Linked DNA regions of Arachis hypogaea: region 2 is linked to region 1. The links are chromatin contacts, called in public Hi-C maps. All regions are on one chromosome and are shown on one strand. The core of a region is the stretch at or near the end of the contact, and the rest is flanking DNA. Distances in the headings are between cores, read along the strand shown.

Region 1 (3,238 bases), core at 543-3,042:
AAGAAAAGCAATCCATTTACATGTGCCCCCCCCCCCTCTCTTCCCCAAAAAAGAACAAAAAAAAAATTTAAACATTTCTACCCTCCATATCTCATTCAACAGAAAACAGAGCAGAGAGCCAGAGAGAATACAGAAAAAGAATAATCATAGCCTTCAAAAGTGATAGTAGAATGTTATTTGTATGGAGCAAGAGGAATCTATGATGCAGCATGCTTAATTGTCAAAGATAATATTAGGAAATGCGCATAAGTCGCTTAACATACCTTCAAAACAAGCTCTTCAAAGCATTGTTGTACATTAACCCGAGTTTTAGCACTGCATTCAGTAAACAGGCAACCATATTCCCTGGCAAATTCTATTCCCTCTTTCTTTGTCACAACTCTTTCACTCTCCTGAAAAACATGCAAGTCAAAAAGTCAAGTTTCCTCTATTGGCACAAGAAAATGATAAGATGCAGGAATCAAACAAGAAACTGAATGTGATATGTTTTTTTTTGGCCAACTATACACATCCAAAGTTTAAGGTGGAATCGAAAAACCGGTAGCAAAATCAATGATATGAATGTTAACAACAGAATCCTCTATAAGAGTACATGAAATTCAAGATTCACGCGAAAGCCCCCACTGAATGAGAAAAGGATTTATTGTATTTTCTTATAAATACCATGTAAAAACCCCAAATGAAGGTACCTTGTCTACTTTGTTTCCCACAAGCATCTTGATGCAGTCTTGATTTGTTGAATAGAGGTCAATTTCCTTTGCCCATATGTCAGAAAGATTTGTAAATGTTTCCCGTCGCGTTACATCATAAACTGCAATGGTTAAAGGTACAAAACATTGAGAATAAGCAGCAAACCCTAAAATACAGATCTCAACAGTGAAACCACCTTGGGGGATGGGACATGTGAAACCAAAAAGCATTCTTTCTATCCAATGAATTATTATTCTCTTGTATTAGGTTGCAATGAAAATTCAAGTGATTCAAGAGAATAGAGATTTACCCATAATGATCCCTTGTGCCCCTCGGTAGTAAGAGCTTGTGAGCGTTCTGAATCTCTCTTGACCAGCTGCATTATTAAAGTTAAAGTATAGACAAATGGAGATATATATATAGAGTGACTCAGACATTAAATCAAACAGAAAGAATGCATACCAGTATCCCAAATGGCAAGCTTGAGCTGTTTACCACCGATAGTAACATATTTGATCTTAAAATCAACACCTGAAGAAGGAAACTTCAAATCAAACAACACATAGAAACAGTGAGTGACATAATCAAAGATGCAGAAGAGAGAGCACACTGACCAATGGTGGGGGAGAGATCTTGAAAATCATCAGAGGTGAAACTGAGGAGTAGGCTGCTCTTGCCAACACCAGAGTCCCCAATCATCAACAATTTGAACAGATAATCGAATTCCTGTTGCCCTAAACTCGAATCCATCCCTTCAAAACTGCAATTAATCAATCAATTAAATCTATGGCACGCAAAGTAATAACAATAATGATTTCATAAGAATAGTGGTTATACTGACATACCTCAGGCTCAGAATTGAAAATAGGACGAAATCTTAGGAATATAAGAGAAAAGAAGAGAAGAGAAGAGAAGAAAGAGGGTTAGATCGGCGGTGATCTAGTTTGATCACTTTGACGTTTCAGTTTCTTTTTCTTTGCGACTTCCAATGTTATGCTATCCCTTTTGCTTCCACTGCGACTACTCCAGAAGCGCTAACGTGCCTATTGCTTAACAACCAAGCACCCTGAAATTAGTATTACTACGAGTCTACGACAATTATTGACTATAGGATATTACTAATTAAATTTGAATCCTCTAAATTTTTTATTTTTAATTTAAAGGGTAAAATGTGATCTTTTATTTTTAAATAATTTTTTTCTCATATTTATTCTTGATCCCACTTATAAAATAAATAGTGAAAGATTATACTTTATTCTCTAAAGTAAAATTTAAAATTTAGAAGATCCAAATTTTTACTAATTTACTAGGGTTTTTTTTAATAAATAAAAGAATTTTGCTAAGAATCAAGAGGGGATTTAGCTAACTCCTGCCAACTTTTTAATGGGCTGGACCTCAAAATTCATCTTAATAAAAATAAGTTAATATACATGAATGTTTCTTCTGCTAAGTATCGAAATGTTTCTTTTTCATACTGAAATGATGTTCTTTTATATATTTTTCGATTTTTTTTGTATTGCAAATATGAATGTTTCTATTTCTTTAAGAATTTCATAATTTTTTTTATTTTATAGATATCTAATTATTTTTGCCAAAATATAATTGAATATTTCTTTTGTTAAGTATTAAGGATTTTTTTTCATATTAAATGAAATGTTTTTTTTATATTTCTGTAATTATTCAAGGACAATTCGTGCTCCATCACTGCTTCCTTAAACAATTCCTGAAGCTGAACCAAGTGCAAGGTAGAGACCGATTTAAAGGTATCTACGTGATGTCTTTGACACGCACCTTCCCTATGGGCAAAGCTTCATATTTCTTCGCTACCCGAGAAGGCCTTCGGTTCGGGGTCTCCCATCTGGCTCAATGGGGACCTTTAATTCTACGACTATGACAGAGCTAAAGAAGCTTACATGCATGGCATCCGAACTCTCATACACATTCCAACCACTGATGGCGTTCTTGAAATGGGTTCCTACGATCTCTTCACTGGAAAATGGGCACTCCTTTAACAAACTAAGTCACTCTTTGGATCGCAACACCAGCAACTCAATGCATTATTGCGTCACTTTCAGTCTGAGAAGTTGCAGAATATTGGGTGAGGGCAGAGGCGGAGAGGGCCTAACGGTGAGAGAGAGAGAGGTCTGTGTGTGTGGTTGTTGGAGGTGGGTAGGTTAATGTGAGAGAGAAGAGAAAGATTTTTATAGATTTTAATTAGGTTTACTTAATCAATTTTAAATTTTTTAAATTTTAAATTTAAAAAATTTAAAATTAATTATTAATATAATTATAATTAATTAAGTTATTCCATTCTTGGCTGATTAGGAGTTGTTCTATATACTTTTCCTAAATAAAATAAATATTAAATTTTACACTTATAGCTATAGACACCCATAAATTAATTTATGATTATATCCTTTATTACATATTTTGTCCTCAGCATGGACGAGTTTCTTATAAACTATTTTGTTATTGGCATAGTTGAAATAAGCAAGAAAAGACTAGTAATATTTCTAATTTACAAATGAGATAAGATACTATCATCTTT
Region 2 (3,621 bases), core at 378-2,877, 300 kb after region 1:
AAGTCAGAGATGGTAGTGTGGTGCTTGAAATATCTTCACGTCAATTCCAAGATGGCGGTTAGGGGTACCCGCAAGAGAAAAAATATTTTATAAAAGCACTTATATTTAAATAACATGTAAAAAATTAGAAATGAAATTAATGGATTCAAAGATATTGAGAATTTTGAATTTATAGAAAAAAAGGAGAAAAAACTAGTAAATGGACTAGTTTGGTGCACGACATTCAATTTTAGGGACTAAAAATGAGTCACTTAACGCAAAGTGACGGACTGATTTGGTGTATCTACAATGATGACATAATGGATGACACGTGGACGAATACGGTTACGACATGTGGCACAAACAGACATGTGGTCAAAGAGCACTGTGACACGTGGCATAACCATCTACAACAGCATGCCACATGTCACTGGTCAACACATCATCATACCATTACACGTGGCTAAATCATGGAGTGACATGTGTTACTAACAGCCCACGTTATCACGTCGTTAATAAAAAATGGGTCAGGGACTAACGTGGTATATTTTTGTCAATCTCAAGACCTAATTAGTGCAATTGGAATCTTAGAGACGATTTTAGTGCACGACGCCAATTTCAGAGACCATTTTAGAGTTTAGCAAATTATAACCTCCACTTCTTTAGTATAGAATTGTTAATAAAATTAACAATACGATAATATTATAACAATTTTATAGCGTTAAATATTTAAATAAAATATTTAAAATATTAAGAATAACTTAAAGTTTTGAGTCAAATATTACAGACAAAAATTCGAAATAAAAAATAATGGTGATGTGCATTCCAAAATAAAGCTTGGTAAGAAATTGTTATATAGTAGTTAGTTGTTTGATGCAAGAAATCTCCCATTTCTATCAAACTATGAGTGATATTTTGGTACAACTTGTATGAGTGAAGTGAGTGCACGTTTTTCAAGAGTAGAGAGCGAAAGAACGATGATATATAAGACAGTGAGTTTTGTGCCTATACAGATCAGGCTCTCAGGACGCCTCTTACTTTTTGTCAGGAAGAGTAAGAGGTTTCTTGGTTTATTATGAAATTTGGTTGCTCCCACATAAATTTTGTTATTTGCAAAAGTAAATCCTGTTTATTTGAATATTGTTTGTGGGTGCAACAAATATTGGGCCGGCCCGTCCAATGTCATAATATCTTCGGCCCTTTTTTTTGTTATAGTTACCCGCAAGTATTATTTATTGTCTCTAGTGGAGGACAAAAACATTTAAACATGAAAAGTTCAAGTTAAAAAAAAAAAACGTAAAAAGTTGAAGACCAAAAAAAGAAAACCTGAGAAGTTTTACATTTTTATTAGAGAAAAATTGAAAGACAAAAAACAAGAAATGTATCATCTTATTGTCTGAAAGTGGTTTCTCTTCTCTAAAACTCAAATCCCCAAATTGAAAAAGTAATGGTATCCGATCTAAGAGTTTGATTGCGGCCAAGTTGCATAAAATACTTTGACATCCGCGGTAGTTTCCATGATCCGTAGCTGATGGTCAGCATTTCGTTCTGTTTGAATTTCTGTATGGAGTTATACATTGTGCATTGAATTAAAGCAGTGTTGTTCAAAGATAAGCAGAAGTACACTTATTTCATGGTTTTTATGTTAAGTTTGTAGGCATTATTAGAGGAAGATCTAGACATGTACTGTGACGATTCGATATATGCATCATTCCAGGAAGAAGGGGTGTTTGAGGAGAATGAAGTGAGCAACGAAGATTATTTCGAATGGGTTGGGGGACATTTAGCTGAGTTCTGTGAGAAAGGCGATGACATTAACAGTTCTTGAAAGATAGTTATTTTTGTTAAAATAGCGTTATGTAATTAGATGCATGTGTAAAATGATTTTACACTTATACTTATAGTGCATCAAAATTAAATTCTTTAAATAATGACATTTTAAAATTTAATTGTTTGAATTGTAAATATATATCTATCATATAAGTTATTTGTGCAATTTTTTAAATTAAAAATGTAATTGACTAATTTATTTTAAATTGAATTAATATGGAATTTTATGTTTATAATTAAGAAGATATGAGATTCATACTTAACAACAAACTTTTTTTATTAGAATAGGGTACTCAACAATTTTTTTTATTTGTCTTACATTTACTAATCCTAGTCAATTCTCTTTTTCTTTAACTAAAAATGTTGGTCATTTAATATTTTTCTCAAAAATATTTTTTACTATAGTTTAAGATAAATTGTATTTGAAAAAAAAATATATTTTAAAAATTGATCTAATTAGAAATGAATTGAAAACAAATTATTATATTTAAGATAGTTATATAAAATAAAATAACATTGTCCTCCATATTTCAAAAACTCTGTTTCAAATTTTCAATGGAGCTAATGCAAGGTTCTTAGTATTGGGGCTATTTCTTGGGCTGGAGGTTCTTTATATTGGCAACGGACTGTCCTGCAGCGATAAAATAGTATTTATAAATAAATTGTTACTTTGATTAAATAACTATTTTAAATTTGTGACACCTTCAATATAATTTGCACAACTACATAATCTCTCTTGTAATGTTGGAATAAATAACATTAATTTGACCTAATTTAAACATAAATTTTCTTCTGTTTTAATCATTTTTTAATTAACTCTTATTAATAACTAAATAAAATTAAAACAAATTTCATAGTGCCTTTTTTTTTGTCAAGAATAAATTGCCATTTATTTCAGACTCAGTTATGGATCAATTCCAATATCAAATTTTATTTCAAAGTCTAAATTGACAAATAAAATAAGTACCTCTTACCAGTAATAAACCAAAAAAAAAATCTACCACTCCAACTACTAAAATGCCAAAATCAGAATTATCAAAACAAAAAAAAAGGCCAATTCACAAGAAAACAAATATTTATAAATTTTTACCCATACATATAATTTTTATATTTTCACCCAAAGTGTTCAGACAGAATTGTAATTATTATAAAACTGGTTCTACTTGTCTGGAGGTCAGAAATAACACCTCATTCATACAGCCTGTCAATGTACAATACATGTGTCTAATTCTGGAGCCAACACCATGACAAAAAGTAAGGAGCATTCTAAGAGTCTGATCTAGACAGACACAAGCTAAAACTCACCCCCAAATCCCATGTCATAACAAGTTCGTGTATTTCTCAAATTCTGGTGCGTTTTAGCCTACGCTGATCTAATTGGGGTTAATGAAGTGCCTCGTACGGACTGTGTACGTGTGAGTGTATATAGTAGACAGGTGTATTTATGATTGATAATGTGTAAAAATAACGTGGTAATTCTGACTTTTAGACAAATTTTTTTGGTCTTTTAGTAATTATATTTTTGGATTTTGTTTTTGGAGTGGATGTGTGATATATATATTTTGCAGACTTAATATATAAATATGTTATTGTTGTTAGCTGGGTTCTTTAGTTGGACTTGTCATAGATTTATTGGGGTAATTTAATGTATAGTTGTAAGAATACATCGAATTGATCGGTTTGACCGAAAAACTAGTAAATTAATAATCTAATTAGTTCAGTTGAAAGTTTGGACCGAAAGCATAATTAAACTGTCAATTACAAGGTTCTGAAAACCGGACCGGACCGGTCGGTTCGACTGGTTTAACCGTG

The links. Hi-C and Micro-C count contacts between places; a contact is called where the count stands out from the background.
Region 2: a Hi-C map of an unstated tissue shows a contact between it and region 1, with 4 times the contacts expected there. The contact joins the enhancer-like site here to the promoter of LOC112733080 in region 1.

The regions. Positions count from the first base shown.
Region 1 is chr13:122,839,276-122,842,513 of arahy.Tifrunner.gnm2.J5K5, forward strand. LOC112733080 (ras-related protein RABC1) reads right to left here and starts at 1,793. Exons shown (of 7, transcript XM_025781946.3): 1 at 1,536-1,793; 2 at 1,305-1,450; 3 at 1,153-1,221; 4 at 1,001-1,066; 5 at 690-811; 6 at 264-392. The coding sequence starts at 1,440.
Region 2 is chr13:123,137,509-123,141,129 of arahy.Tifrunner.gnm2.J5K5, forward strand. No RefSeq gene overlaps it. Among protein-coding and RNA genes, the nearest start is that of LOC112733084, 15 kb to the right of the region's middle. Within about 2 kb of position 1,628, at least 3 of the 3 cell types and tissues checked have open chromatin away from gene starts, as enhancers often do.